5 separate regions of the Mus musculus genome follow, and all the other regions are linked to region 1. Evidence: chromatin contacts called from public promoter capture Hi-C data. All regions are on one chromosome and are shown on one strand. The core of a region is the stretch at or near the end of the contact, and the rest is flanking DNA. Distances in the headings are between cores, read along the strand shown.

The links. Promoter capture Hi-C pulls out the DNA fragments that hold promoters and counts their contacts.
Region 2: a promoter capture Hi-C map of pre-B cells shows a contact between it and region 1, with 3 times the contacts expected there. The contact joins the promoter of Cmtr2 here to the promoter of 9430091E24Rik in region 1. A contact is called at or near these places in 2 of 39 promoter capture datasets (liver and pre-B cells).
Region 3: a promoter capture Hi-C map of pre-B cells shows a contact between it and region 1, with 2.5 times the contacts expected there. The contact joins the promoter of Gabarapl2 here to the promoter of 9430091E24Rik in region 1. A contact is called at or near these places in 1 of 39 promoter capture datasets (pre-B cells), 1 of 484 Hi-C or Micro-C datasets (CD4 T cells) and 1 of 115 datasets of contacts at active chromatin or transcription factors (memory CD8 T cells).
Region 4: a promoter capture Hi-C map of pre-B cells shows a contact between it and region 1, with 4 times the contacts expected there. The contact joins the promoter of Tmem170 here to the promoter of 9430091E24Rik in region 1. A contact is called at or near these places in 2 of 39 promoter capture datasets (liver and pre-B cells).
Region 5: a promoter capture Hi-C map of liver shows a contact between it and region 1, with 3 times the contacts expected there. The contact joins the promoter of Cfdp1 here to the promoter of 9430091E24Rik in region 1. A contact is called at or near these places in 3 of 39 promoter capture datasets (hippocampal neurons, liver and pre-B cells).

The regions. Positions count from the first base shown.
Region 1 is chr8:111,144,226-111,146,775 of GRCm38.p6, reverse strand. It overlaps 9430091E24Rik (RIKEN cDNA 9430091E24 gene), which reads left to right and starts at 1,278. Exons shown (of 3, transcript NR_040364.1): 1 at 1,278-1,372.
Region 2 is chr8:110,216,692-110,219,241 of GRCm38.p6, reverse strand. It overlaps Cmtr2 (cap methyltransferase 2), which reads right to left and starts at 1,282. Exons shown (of 2, transcript NM_146215.4): 1 at 1,156-1,282.
Region 3 is chr8:111,939,435-111,941,984 of GRCm38.p6, reverse strand. It overlaps Gabarapl2 (gamma-aminobutyric acid (GABA) A receptor-associated protein-like 2), which reads right to left and starts at 1,282. Exons shown (of 4, transcript NM_026693.5): 1 at 1,133-1,282; 2 at 770-825. The coding sequence starts at 1,166.
Region 4 is chr8:111,875,389-111,877,938 of GRCm38.p6, reverse strand. It overlaps Tmem170 (transmembrane protein 170), which reads left to right and starts at 1,264. Exons shown (of 3, transcript NM_025781.2): 1 at 1,264-1,436. The coding sequence starts at 1,304.
Region 5 is chr8:111,853,061-111,855,610 of GRCm38.p6, reverse strand. Cfdp1 (craniofacial development protein 1) reads left to right here and starts at 1,274. Exons shown (of 7, transcript NM_011801.2): 1 at 1,274-1,467. The coding sequence starts at 1,404.

The DNA.
Region 1 (2,550 bases), core at 29-2,528:
TCTCAAAAAAAGAAAACAAACCAAAAAGGGTCTCACTTAGCTCAGGCTAACCCCTAACTCCCTACATAGCCAAGGATAATGTAGAGCGCGGGTCTCAACCTTCCTAACGCTGTGACCCTTTACTACAGTTCCTCAACTTGTAGTGACCCCCAACCAAAAATTAATTTTCAATGTTAGTTCATAATTGTTATGAATTGTAAATATTTTTGGAGACAGAGATTTGCCAAAGGAAATGCCCACAGTCTGAGATCCTGCTGCCTGCACCTCTGTGAGTGACATCACGCTGGGTGTGGGCAGTGCTGGGAACCAACCCCAGGACTCCAGTCATTTTAAGCCCATAATTTGTAAACTTATGAATTAAACAACCATCACAATAATGTAGTTTTAGAACATTTTACAAAGCCTGGAAATATCTGTGTGTGTCCTTTTATGTTTATTTTTATGTTGTCCAGGTTAAACAAATGGGCTCAAGCCAGCCGCCTATCTCAGCCCCGGAGGGGTTGGGACTACTATATTTCTTTTACTTAAAACATTATTTTTGGGGCTGGAAAATGGATCAGTGATTAAGAGGACTTATTGACTATTCTTCCCAAAGACACACATGTGATTCCTAGCACCCACATGGCTTCTAACAATCATGTCTAACTCTGGTTCTAGGGGATGTGACATTCTTGGCCTTCTCGGGCACTGCATGTATGTTAGACACAGACTTGCTGACACAAGCTGACCAGACAGCTACACATAAAAGTATTCCATTTTGCCTGGCGGCAGACGGTCACCCTAACTGCCCACACTGGGTCGAGGCTCTGGCCCGGATCCGATGCCCGGGCTCTAGGCACACACGGAGGCCGGCCTGAGGCCGGTGGCGGCTCTCCTCACTCTCGTCGCCATCCAGGCAGAGGCGGAGGCGGAGGCGGCCACGGGTTCTGGGCTGCGGACCCCTCGCGCAGGATCGGAGCTCAGGCCTGGCGGCAGACGATCACCCGAACTGCCGACACACGGAGGCCGGCGGGAGACCCGGAGCGGGGACGGAGGGCGGTGGCCGCTCCCTGCACACTCGCCGTCATCCAGGCGGAGGCGGAGCGGGAGGGGCGGGGCCTGGCGAGACCCAAACAAGCGCACGTGCGGGCCGGCCCGCCGCGGTGACGTCACGGCGCGTCGGCGCGCGCGCCCGCCTTACCCTTGCCGCGGGCCGTAAAGCGCGGAAGGTCGCAGGCCCCCGCGGTCCCGGAACTCTGCGCTCCGCGTCCCGCCCCGTCCCCATGCCCTGGCCCCCTTTCCGGCCGGCGCAGACCCTCTTCAGCGGCTGGGCTGCCCTTCACTTCCGCCGGGCGTTGCTGAGCGCGCTGCCCGCGAGATGCGGGCCCCTGAGGTAGGAAGCCGGCTGGGACCCGCGGGTCCGGGCGGCCTTCTGGTCCCGCGAACTCTTGCGCCCCGCACGCCCCTGGCGTCCGAGCTTTGGGCTCCGGCTCCCGGCCGTCCCTCCGGGTCTCTGAGGCGGTGCCACCGGTCGGGCGCCGGGATTGAGCCAGTGGAGCTGTGCGGGCCTCGGGGAGCCGCGCCGGCCGCCCCGGGACTGCGCGCCGGCTCTCCCAGGGCGGCCGACCGGGCCTCGGGGCGGGCTGCGGCTCGGGCGGGCGCGCGCGCACTGCTGTCACGGCCAGAGGTGGCCCCGCGTCTCTGCAGGTGGAATAGTTTCCCACCTTGTAATGTGCGGCTCGGCTGTGCTTCACCGACTCCTGTCAGAGACCTAGTCAGGGCCGTGGGGTTTCCGGTGGGTGACAGTTGTGTGTGATCCACGGTCTCCAAGCCTACTTTGCATGATGTCCGTGGGTGGGCGAGGGCCGCTGGCAGGGAGCAAGGCCAGAGGTCAACTTTGAAAGCCACAGGGATTTGCATCACTTTAAAAAACTAACTTCATATTTTTAATATTTACTGGCTTTGTTTGTGTGTAAGGTAGAGGTCAGTAGAGAAATTGGGGATGCGTTTCTCTCCTCCAGATGAATCCAGGGATCGTTCCTAGCCGATCAGTCAAGTACCCAGGTTTTTTGACTTTTACCCGCTAGCCATTTTTGTGGGCCCAACTCTCTGAAGCTCTCTTTTTTTTTTCTTTTTTTTTCTTTTTTTTTGGTTTTTTGAGACAGGGTTTCTCTGTACAGCCCTGGCTGTCCTGGAACTCACTTTGTAGACCAGGCTGGCCTTGAACTCAAAAATCCGCCTGCCTCTGTCTCCCAAGTGCTAGGATTAAAGGCGTGCGCCACCACGCCCGGCTCTGAAACTCTCTTGATACCTCCTAATGCACCTGTTGAAAAAATAAAAATCTGCAGTCGGGCTGGAGAGATGACTCAGTGATTAAGAGCACTTCCAGAGGTTCTGAGTTCAATTCCCAGCAACCACATGGTGGCTCACAGCCATCTGTAATGGGATACCCTCTTAACGGTGTGCATGAAAACAGTGTACTCATATACAGTAAATAAATAAAAGGAAAATCTGCAGTCTGGACCAGTTGGGTCACAATGTCCAGCAGGTTCTGTCCTTCCTTCCCCATTC
Region 2 (2,550 bases), core at 33-2,532, 930 kb after region 1:
CAGCTACATTTAGACCTCCAATACATTCTATTTTGGGGGGAAAAAAAAAGTCTACTTTTAGTCATTAACTTCACATACTAATTAGTGGCTGTGGTTAAGCTGTGAAATCTTACCGAAATTAAGTGGATAATTGCCTTCACTTGCAAACAACTAAAAGGATTCAAACGCTCCAAGGTTCCTGACTGTACTTGAGCCTTGCTGCCAACTCATTCTTAATATTACCGCCCCCTTATCCATTCCACTCCAGCCACACAAGCCTGCTGTTCACTGAAGACCCAGGCCACACCACGTTGGAACACTTTGCTCAATACTAAGAGGCAAGCTCTACCTGGGCTTTACTCCCCCAAGTATCTATCTAGCTAATCCCCTCAGCTCCTCCTGGTATTTGCTGGAAGGCACTTTACTCTGTGAAGCCTATCCTAACACACTTATTTTGAAATTGCATCTCGGGCTCCCCATGGCCCTTACCTCACTTTCTCCCACGGCATTCATGTTTATCACTTATTTCTTTTCCCCTGTGTTCTGTTTGTGACTTGTCGTTCTCAACTTCCTCAAACCAGAATGTAAGCTCCGCACTTCTGCAGGACAGTTATCTTTTATTTTGCTCACTTACATGCCACCCCAAAAGGTTCCAACAGTGGCTGGTGGGCACTTAAGTACACTAACATTAACTGGATAAATGGACGAATATTACACTTAGCCCAAAAGACAAAGCTCTGAACAGAATAATGCATTTCAATTTCACCCTAGCATTTCAATGTACGACTTAAAAACAAAAAAAATTTCAATTAAATGCATAAAATTTTTTTTCAACTAAATGCATGCCGTTTCCAAAGTGCATGTGAGGCTGATGAGTATCAACTGTATTATTTTGCAGGCTCCAAGTGGAAGACAGGAAGCTTCCTGTCCAAAGCCACAAGGAAATGATTATAAAATTTGTAAGTCCAACACCAAAGCCTTTAAGTTCTCAACAGCTGTCAGGTCTAAGTGAGCATAGGGAGTGTTAGCAATGGTCCCGCCAACTTTTCCTAGGAAATAAAAACACTGGGGCATGTGCAGTGCTCACACTGGGTCCTGGGACAGCCACCTCTCAAACACTCATTTGAGCAGCCCCGCCCCTTGCCCGCAGCGAACCGTCCGGGAACTGTCACTCACCGAGAAGCCGGGTCCGCATTCCTTCAGCCCACGCCCACCAGAGCCCCTCGAGCAGGAGCAGAGTAGCACCGCACACGCGGTCCTCACTCTAACGAGCCACCTGCCACTTCCGCTCCCGGGAACAGCTTCCGGGGGTGGCGTCTCCTCTGCGTACTTGGCAACCGGGTCGCGGACAAAGAGGAGGGAGCGCCTGGAAGACCGCCCGGACCTGCGCACGCGCAACTGGAGCCAGATCCTCCTCCAGACCACGCCCCCACCGGCTGCGAGGCTCTGACAGCCACACTGCACAGGCGCCTTCCGGGAGGCCTATCGTCACGCGCATCGACGTCACTCGGGAGGGTGGCAACTCCTGGAGCTGAGCTCTGGTGCGGAGAAACTTGTCCGTCTCAGCGGGTCGCCATGGCAACGGAACTGGGCTTTGGTACCCGAAGGTTTACCCTGGATAGATAGATGCTAGTTCCTAGGAGAGACTGCATTAAAATTGAAGCTCAATGGATAACTTGAGTGCAAAACCAAATTAAAGAAACGGAAGTATCATCACTTGGTGTGTTTACATATTAATAAACCAAGGAAAAAGAAAACCACCCGGTGTAGTGCCACAAGCCTTTGATCCCAGCTCTCATGAGCCAGAGGGAAACAGATCTCTGAGTTCTAAGTCACTCTGGTCTACATAGAGAGTTCCATGTCAGCCAGGGATACCAGAGGATGGACTCTCAGGCCTGGGACTCTCTAGTTAGGTTAGACTGTCCAGCTAGTCACTGGTATCCACCTGTCTCCACCTCCCCAGCTGTGGGGTAGCCACAGCTGCTGTGCGTTTATAAGTGTAACAGCCATCCTTTTTAGAGGAAAGCGCTTCACAGCACTTCCCTCATCCTCTCGCTCTCCCACTCTTTTCACCCACTCTTCTGCACTCCCCTTCCCTGAGCAGGTGTTATGTAGATGGCCTGTCTATGGCTGAGCTGTCAGTCACTTCTCAGAACTTTGACAGAGATGAGGGAAGAGCACCGTATTCAGAAGGCAGTTTGGCAACTTGACCATTTAGAGAAAAAAAAAAAAATCAGTGGACTCTCCCTTAGAGCCCACGATTTGTTAGTTATGGGTTTGGGCCATAACTAATACAAGGCATGAATTCCTCTTGTGGAGCAGGCAAATACCTACTGAATATTTTAGAAAAGCTCCCTTAAGTTCCTTCCTAGTCTTCCACCCTCAAGAAGCAGCTATCACTGTATTTCCCATCACCCTAATTTAGATGATCTGGTCTAGAATTTCACATAATTCAATCATTACACTTTGACTCTTCTCAGCCTCTCCCTGTTCAATTTATTATTTAAAATGTTTTCATCTGTATTGTCTTGTGTCTTTAAAATTTATATTGCAAGGGGTTTGTCATTCTGT
Region 3 (2,550 bases), core at 33-2,532, 800 kb before region 1:
GTCATCTTTTGATCCATAGATAGACCCTGTTAGAGCATTCCAATCCCCAACAACACTGGAAAGAAATGGATGAACTAAGGGCAAAGCTATACAACTACAGCCACCCAAGAGCCGACATTTTCATTTGGCCTGTTGCTTCTCTCTGAACAGTTAACATTTATCCTCCTGCTTCTCAAAGGGACTGTTTACAAGCAAAGCACTACAATAGTAAGACTTTATGTCCTTCAAAAATCAATAGTGATATCAGAAACGATCGCCCCAACTAGGGCAGAAAGCAGAAATAAAGCAACATACTTATTGATTAGAGGCAAAACGAGAGCATTTCAGATTTGTTAGTCAAACAAGGATGGCAGAATCAGGGTAAAGAGAAACTCGAAGTTAAAGGTCCAGCGTTAAAGATGACTACCTTGAAAGGATGCTACCGTATCCAACCCCAAATGCCAGTCTCCCTCCACCATCATTCCCCAAAGTGGCAGTGACCTGTTGCCCTGTCCTAGAACACGGTTCCTTACATAATTGGTGAGGGAGCCGAGAGGCTGCAAGCAGCTTGCTGCCCTAGATCGGGAGATTCAGCACTGGTGCCCCTGGACAGCACCAGCCCCTTAAGCCCCAAGCTTGGGCCGGCGGAACCCCAGGCTGTCCTCGGTCTCTGGGCTACACCTTGAGACCTTAAGTTCTCAACTGTTGCACGGCCTAGCGCGCCCGCCCGACACCTCTCCTAGACGCTAAGGGTGACAGCGGGGTGAGGGGGCGGGGAGTCCACACTCACCGGAACTCGGTCGGGGTACTTCGCTCTGATCTTCGCGGATTCCACGCATCTGTGTTCTGGGGAAGAAGAAAACCAGGCTGACATTCGCACTTGCCGGACAGCAGGGCCGCCGCTGCCGGAACCCCTTCTTCCTGTCCGCCCTTCTCCGCCCGCAACCTGCCTGCGTGCGTACGCCCCGAGTCCTAGCCCCGGAGTCCCTCGCCACAGATCCCCTCAGGAACTCCCAGCGAGATCCACGTAGGGCGACACGGGTCCGTGGGAGGCGCCAGGATGCCGGGGCCTTGGCGACCCAGCGGGCCCGGCAGGGCGGCGGGAGTGGGGGAGGGGCCGCGATCTGGGGCCCCGCAGGCCGACCGCGCTTACCCAGAGAGTGGTCCTCCTTAAACATCCACTTCATGGCGACGGGAAGCGACGGAGCCGGCTCTTCGAGCCGCGGACTTCGGCGAAGCGACCACAACAACAACGGAGGCGGCGGCGGCAGCGACGACTACTCCACAGGCGGGACTTCCGGCTGCCGGAGCCTAGCAACCTCCCGGGGCGGGGCTTCCGGCGGGCCTGGTAAGAGCTTCAGTAGGCTACGATTACGTGAGAGGGCGGAGCCTAAGCGGAGACCTAGGAGCGCTCCTGGGAATGGAGACTGACGTAGGTGGCTGGGAAGTCTGTGAGTGACAGTGGAGACTTTAGGAATTAGTGACTGGAATGGAGTTTCAGGATTGTGCATGACAGGCAGGTCATGGCTCATAGCTTGGAACGCTTGTAAAGGGCTCTGGAAGGGGAAGTCTGGGGCTTAAGGAGAAATGAATATTAATTTTTGGCTGGGTGAGAAGGCGGGAGCTCGGCATGGAGGGATAACCTGTTCCAAGCGCTGTGTGCAACGAGTACTGGTGACCACCTAGAGGTCTAGTATAGGAGTTGTTGCACCTAAAATTTGATTTAAACAAATCTCACTTCCCACTCACGAATACATATTTTAAACATTCATGAACACTTATGAACAAGTACCACACATACTCATTTAGTCAACGGAATATCCCTGATCACAGAGATTCTTTATCGGAAACTGTCAGAGGCGAAGTGCCAGTGTCAGGCGGGGAGGATTCCTGGGAGAGCTGGTCATAAGACACCCTAGGAGAAGGAGCTGGCAGTGGGAGTGGCTCGGCACTAACCCTGAGCTGTGGGTGTCACCTGCCCTAGGCACAAGCCTCGAGGTTCCACCCCTGTCCAAGTCGTAGCATAGTCATCCAGGAAGTCGGCTCTGGGTCACCATCTGTTTATGCACTGGTGAACACAGAACATGAATATGCAGTTAATCGGCCACCTGACCACGTGCTTATATGATCTGCCGCATCTGTAGAGCCAGTGTTTGAACCTTGTCATCAATCATTCCCTACAGTTGAAATTCCTGATAGATGCTGTGGCTATAACTTCATTCTGAAAGTATTTGTTATTTTCCACTGGGGGGAGGGGAGAGACTCAGTTCCCAGCAGGTAAAAACGCTTGGTGCCAAGCCTGCCAGACGGAGTTCAATCCTGAGGACCCAAGTGATGGAGGACAACCTGTTTACAAAGGTTATCTTCTGGCCTCAAGGCATTCACTGTGGCAAGCCTCCATACACATACACACCCAGATGCAGGGAAGATAATGAAAATCTTAAGGAAAAAAAAATTTAATTTAAAGAACTTTTAAAACTTTGTGTTAGCTGGGTGTGGTGGCCCATGCCTTTAATCCCAGTACTTGGCAGGCAGGTGGATTTCTGAGTTCAAGGCCAGCCTAGTCTACAG
Region 4 (2,550 bases), core at 15-2,514, 730 kb before region 1:
CACCTCCTAATACGTGCCACACTTCGCATGGGCTAAGCATATTCAAACCGGTAGATGGCGTGGTTCAGATCAAAGGTGGATTTTCCACCTCAAAGATCCAGATTATAGGTATTGCTACTTTAAATCCCTCACAGGTTTCGCCAGCCATTGCGGTTTTAGTTCATTCCAGGCGTCGTCAAGTTTACAACCAGGGAGAGCCATGGCCATATGTGTGTGGGAACCTGTGCAGGTCAAAGGACAACTTGCAGTTATGGGTTCTCTTTTACCACGTGGGCTCCTGAGATGGAACTCAGGTCACAGCTCCTAAAAGTTTCAACTTCTGTGACTTAGAGAATTTCTGGTCCTTTTTTTCTTTTTGGTTTTTCGAGACAGGGTTTCTCTGTATAGCCCTGGCTGTCCTGGAACTCACTTTGTAGACCAGGCTGGCTTCGAACTCAGAAATCCGCCTGCCTCTGTTTTGGTCCATTTAAAAAGTCTTATTTTTGCTTGTTGGTTGTTCGGAAGTTGAACCTACAGTCTTTTGTTTTGTCTTGTATTTGCTTTGGTTTTGGTTTTGACAGAGTTTCTCTATGTAGCTCTGGCTGTCCTGGAGCTTATTCAGTAGAGCAGGCTGGCCTCGAACTCAGAAAGCTGCCTGCCTCTACCTCTTGAGTGCTGAGTTTAAAGGCACGTATCACCACCGCCCAGCGAACCTATAGACTTTGACAGGCTAAGCAACTGGGGTTGGAATCTAGGGATGTGCAGCTAGGCTGGTTCTCTGTCAATACATATTCAGTCCTACAGAGAAATTTGAGTAGGCTAGTGGTCACTTAATTTTTATTTTTGGTGATGTATCCTTGTATACTATTTTAAAATGTATGTGAGTCTATGTGTATGTGAAGGTAAAAAGACAACCATGGGAGTTGGTTCTCACCTTTCACCATATGAGTCCTAGGGATGGAAGGCAAATCCTTCATGCTTGGAGGCAAACACCTCGCCTCTACCCGCTGAGCAATCTCACCGGACTTGTCCTACTTAAAGGTGGCACTAAAGAGGGCAGAGCCCAACACACCCAGATGGAGCAGAAGAAACTTGCCACTAGGGGCGCAGCATGCCGTGGGTTTCTCTAATCGAACGCAGCGCCAGGGGGCGGGAACAACCGTTACCCCGCCCCCTCCATCTGCGGCGCCCTGTGATTGGAAGGAGAAACGATTACTCTAGCAGCGCCGTTGGAGTGGGCGGGAGAAGAGGGCCGGCCAAAGGTGACGCCGTGGCTGCGGAGGTGCGGTACTCCGCGGCGCGGCGGGCGGTGGATGGCGGCGGGATGGAGCGCGAGGGGAGCGGCGGTGGCGGCGGCTCAGCCGGGCTCCTGCAGCAGATCCTCAGCCTGAAGCTCGTGCCGCGGGTGGGCAACGGGACCCTGTGCCCCAACTCCACTTCGCTCTGCTCCTTCCCAGGTACGCCCCGCCCCGCGCCTGCGCACTGCGCACCTGTCGCCTGCCTCCCAGGGCGAGGCCGAGGCAGCCCTGGAATCGCACTTGGGGCGACGGCTGTCCAGTCCTAGTGACTGCTAGTATCCTTCCTCTGAGAGCCTGTGTGCTGACGCTGTCCTCTGACTCTGTCCTACACCCACTTTCCCACCAGCCTGCTCAGACCTGTTGCGGATTCCCCCACCCGCACCTAGAAGAACTTAAGACAGAACTTCTAAATTGCTCTTAGCTCTTACCCGGGCTTCGCCGCCTTCTGCCAGGAGGGCTTTTAAAGTTACATTTACATTGTAGAACTGCTACAATTCAGAAAGTTGTGGAGAAGAGAATGATCCCCTGAGGTTATTAATAAAGGCCCTCAGGGGAGGGCATGATTGCTTTGGGTTTTTGAAGGCAAGACGACAGAGGCGGGGGTGGGGTGGGGTGTGGGGGGGTAGGGGTATTAGGACACTGCCGCAAAGAGAAACTAACCCAGTGACGTTGTAAAAGAGGATGACGGGTGGGATTGCTGACTGCAACCTTCGACCAGACACCTGTGAGTCTCATCTACTGGGCAGCGACTGCCAGGCGCCTCTCGGTGGACACCTGGGACCTGCCTGTGTAGTAGCTGACAAGGTGGCTGCCTTTTTGTTTTGTGGCAGCTGAAGATGTTAGCTTGTGATCCTGCCCACAAGAAAAGAGTCTGGGAGTTCAGATTGTTTCCAGAAGTACTAGTGTCCCACCTGACAGTGATTACAAATAAATACATATATAAATAAACAAACAAATCTGAAAGTGATTACAAATAAGTAAACACACAGACACACAGCATTCTGGCGACCTTCTCCAAAAGATGAAGGGTTCTTTCTTTCCTAGGATTCAGTGAGTCTGTTCTAACTCATTTTCTTACTTCTCTCCCAACTATTAAGGAGATTTCCAAACCTGAGAAGGCGAAACAGAGAATAACAAGTACCCATATGCTTAGTTCGGGTGGTAAAAGTCACATGTCTACTTAAAAGCTGAGGCTCATTAGGCACTTGTGAGACCATCATAGGTGGGGTTAGGTAGGCCTAGATGGTAGGCTAGATTATGGGGCCACAGTTGT
Region 5 (2,550 bases), core at 25-2,524, 710 kb before region 1:
CCCCCTTTAGATGTATTCCACACTGATATTTTGACGGCTGTGAACTCTTAGGCTGATTCCCATTGCCATCCCATTGGTCAACTCCCACCAGGTTTTACCCACTCATCCAGAGCATTGGTTGGTCCTCCCGATGTCTCTGCTAAAATTTCCTATTGGTTGTTCCTACGGATTTCTCTGCTAAGATTTCCTCATCTTCCTCCTTCATGTGCTCCGAGAGTTCGATTATTCTCAGTACAGTATGCATTATATTCTCATCACAGTTTTAAAAAAATGTGTGTATATATATATATATATAAAGGCGTGCGCCACCACGCCCGGCAGAAGGTGATTTCTGAGGGACTAGGGGCATGGCTCAGTGGGTGAAGGTGCTTGCTGCACTGTACTACATACATGCCTGGTGCCTATTGAGGTCAGAACCAGGGCGGTAGTGAACCGCCATGTTGGGGATGCTAGGAACCAAACCTAGTTTTGCTGCAGAAGCAACAAGTACTGTTAACCTTTGGGCCGTCTCGCCAATCCTCACATACTCACAAATTTAACTGCTTTTCCATCCATCTTTCCCGTTGTTTCAAAAGTGTCAATCTAGCACTTTGTGTAGTGGCTTCCCTCACAGATAAGCGGATTTCCTTTTGTCTTTTAGTGATTATCGGATTGTTGATTCATTAATGCTGAACTTACTGCCAACAGTACTTGTAACTCAGGCCTGAATGTAGCTTACTTAACAGGCCGAGTTTCTCAGGAAAGAGCGTCGCAGTCTTCTTGCGCTTAGAATATTAGACAGAGTTTCGGTAGTGTTCTTGGGAGCAATTTTAGGCAGAAAAAAAAAAAAAACAAACAAAAACAAAAATGCAGGGAAAAGGCACAAAAACTGCATTAAAGAATTCGATTCTAGCGAGAGAATTGAATCAAAAAGGCAGAGCCTCAGCCTTGCTCAAAAGTTGATGGGAACTTTAGCATCTATCTATTCAGCTTTCAGTTTTTACTCGCTGAGCATATCCGGGAGCGACATTTTAATCTCTGATTTTAGAGTTAGAAAAAATATTAGCTTGTGAGCAAATTTCAAAATAAAAAGACAAGTATAAAGAGAAAGTACTATTTCCGCAGATAAGCCATTCTCCATTAAGGACGCACGGTACCGTTGAAAACTACAAGCCCCAGCATGCATCGCTTCTGAGAGGTGGGGGTCCGGAATCCCACAAGGGCCCGGTGAGTGTAGACTGACCAATCGCAGCAGCCGGAAGTGTCGTCTCTGACCACGTGGCACTGCCTGCGCATGTGCGCTCGCCTCTAGGGCGGCCCTAGCTGCTGGTCCTGTACCCCTATGGTCTCGCCCTATATCTAGCTTCGCTATTTTGGGGCAGTGGCCGCAGTCGTGTGGGTAGCAGGCCCCAAGTGACAGCAGCATGGAGGAATTCGACTCCGAAGACTTCTCCACATCGGACGAGGATGAGGACTACTTGCCGTCCGGTGAGCGATTCGGCCTGAGGCGAAAGGAGGGTGGTTTCCACGCTTCACACCTCACTCGAGACTCTCCCGGACGGTCCCCAGGGCGTGGGCCTCGTGATCGCGAGGTCCCCACGGCCCGTGGGCTCCGGAGTTCGGGTTATCAGGACCCCGGCCCTCAGGCGGCCTGGAACACGCATGTGTCGGTTCTGCATAGCTGCTGTCCTGGGCCGCCGCCCCCTCGGAGCGCGGGAACAGGCGCGTGAAGCCCGCAGGCTGAGCGTACTACCTACCTACCGGCTGGTTCTGGAAGCCGACCCGGACATTGGAGATTGTTTTTAGGGAATTGCCAGCTTCCTTCACGTCCGAAACTCAATTGTCCGCCTCTGGGTTCGGAAGGGATCGGCTTGTTAGAAAGTTGATGTGATAATGTGTTTTCCCTCTTTGCAGGAGCTACCCATCGTCCTCTTTTAAGAACTTTTTCAAAAGTTTTATTTTTAGAGATTTTATGGCACGTATATCAGTGTTTTTTCCTGAATGTCTGTCTGTCTCTGTACATCATGTGTGTGCCTAGGGCTTCTGGGACTGGAGTTACAGGTGGTTGTAGAGCTGAGTCGTCTCGCCAGCCCCTTATTATTTTTGTGTATGTATGGCGGTGCATTCAGGTGGCCAAAGAGGACAGAAGGGGGTATCGGGTCCCCAGGTGAAGGAGTTACACTCAGTTGTGAGCCGCCCGACTCTGGAACCAAAGTCAGATCCTTTGGAATGAAGCGCACACTCTTTTTTTTTTTTTTTTTTTTTTTTTTTTTTTTTTGAGACAGGGTTTCTCTATAGCCCTGGCTGTCCTGGAACTCACTTTGTAGACCAGGCTGGCCTCGAATCCACCTGCCTCTGCCTCCCAAGTGCTGGGATTAAAGGCATGCGCCACCACGCCCGGCTGAAGCGCACACTCTTAATGGCCTAGCTATCTTTTTTTTCTTGGGGTGCGGTAGAGGAGCACACTAAGAATCCAGCTTATGCGAGGTCCAGACAAATCTTTTAAACATTTATGTGTGTGAGTGTTTTGCCTACATGCACATCTATTTGTATGTATCTACATGTATATTT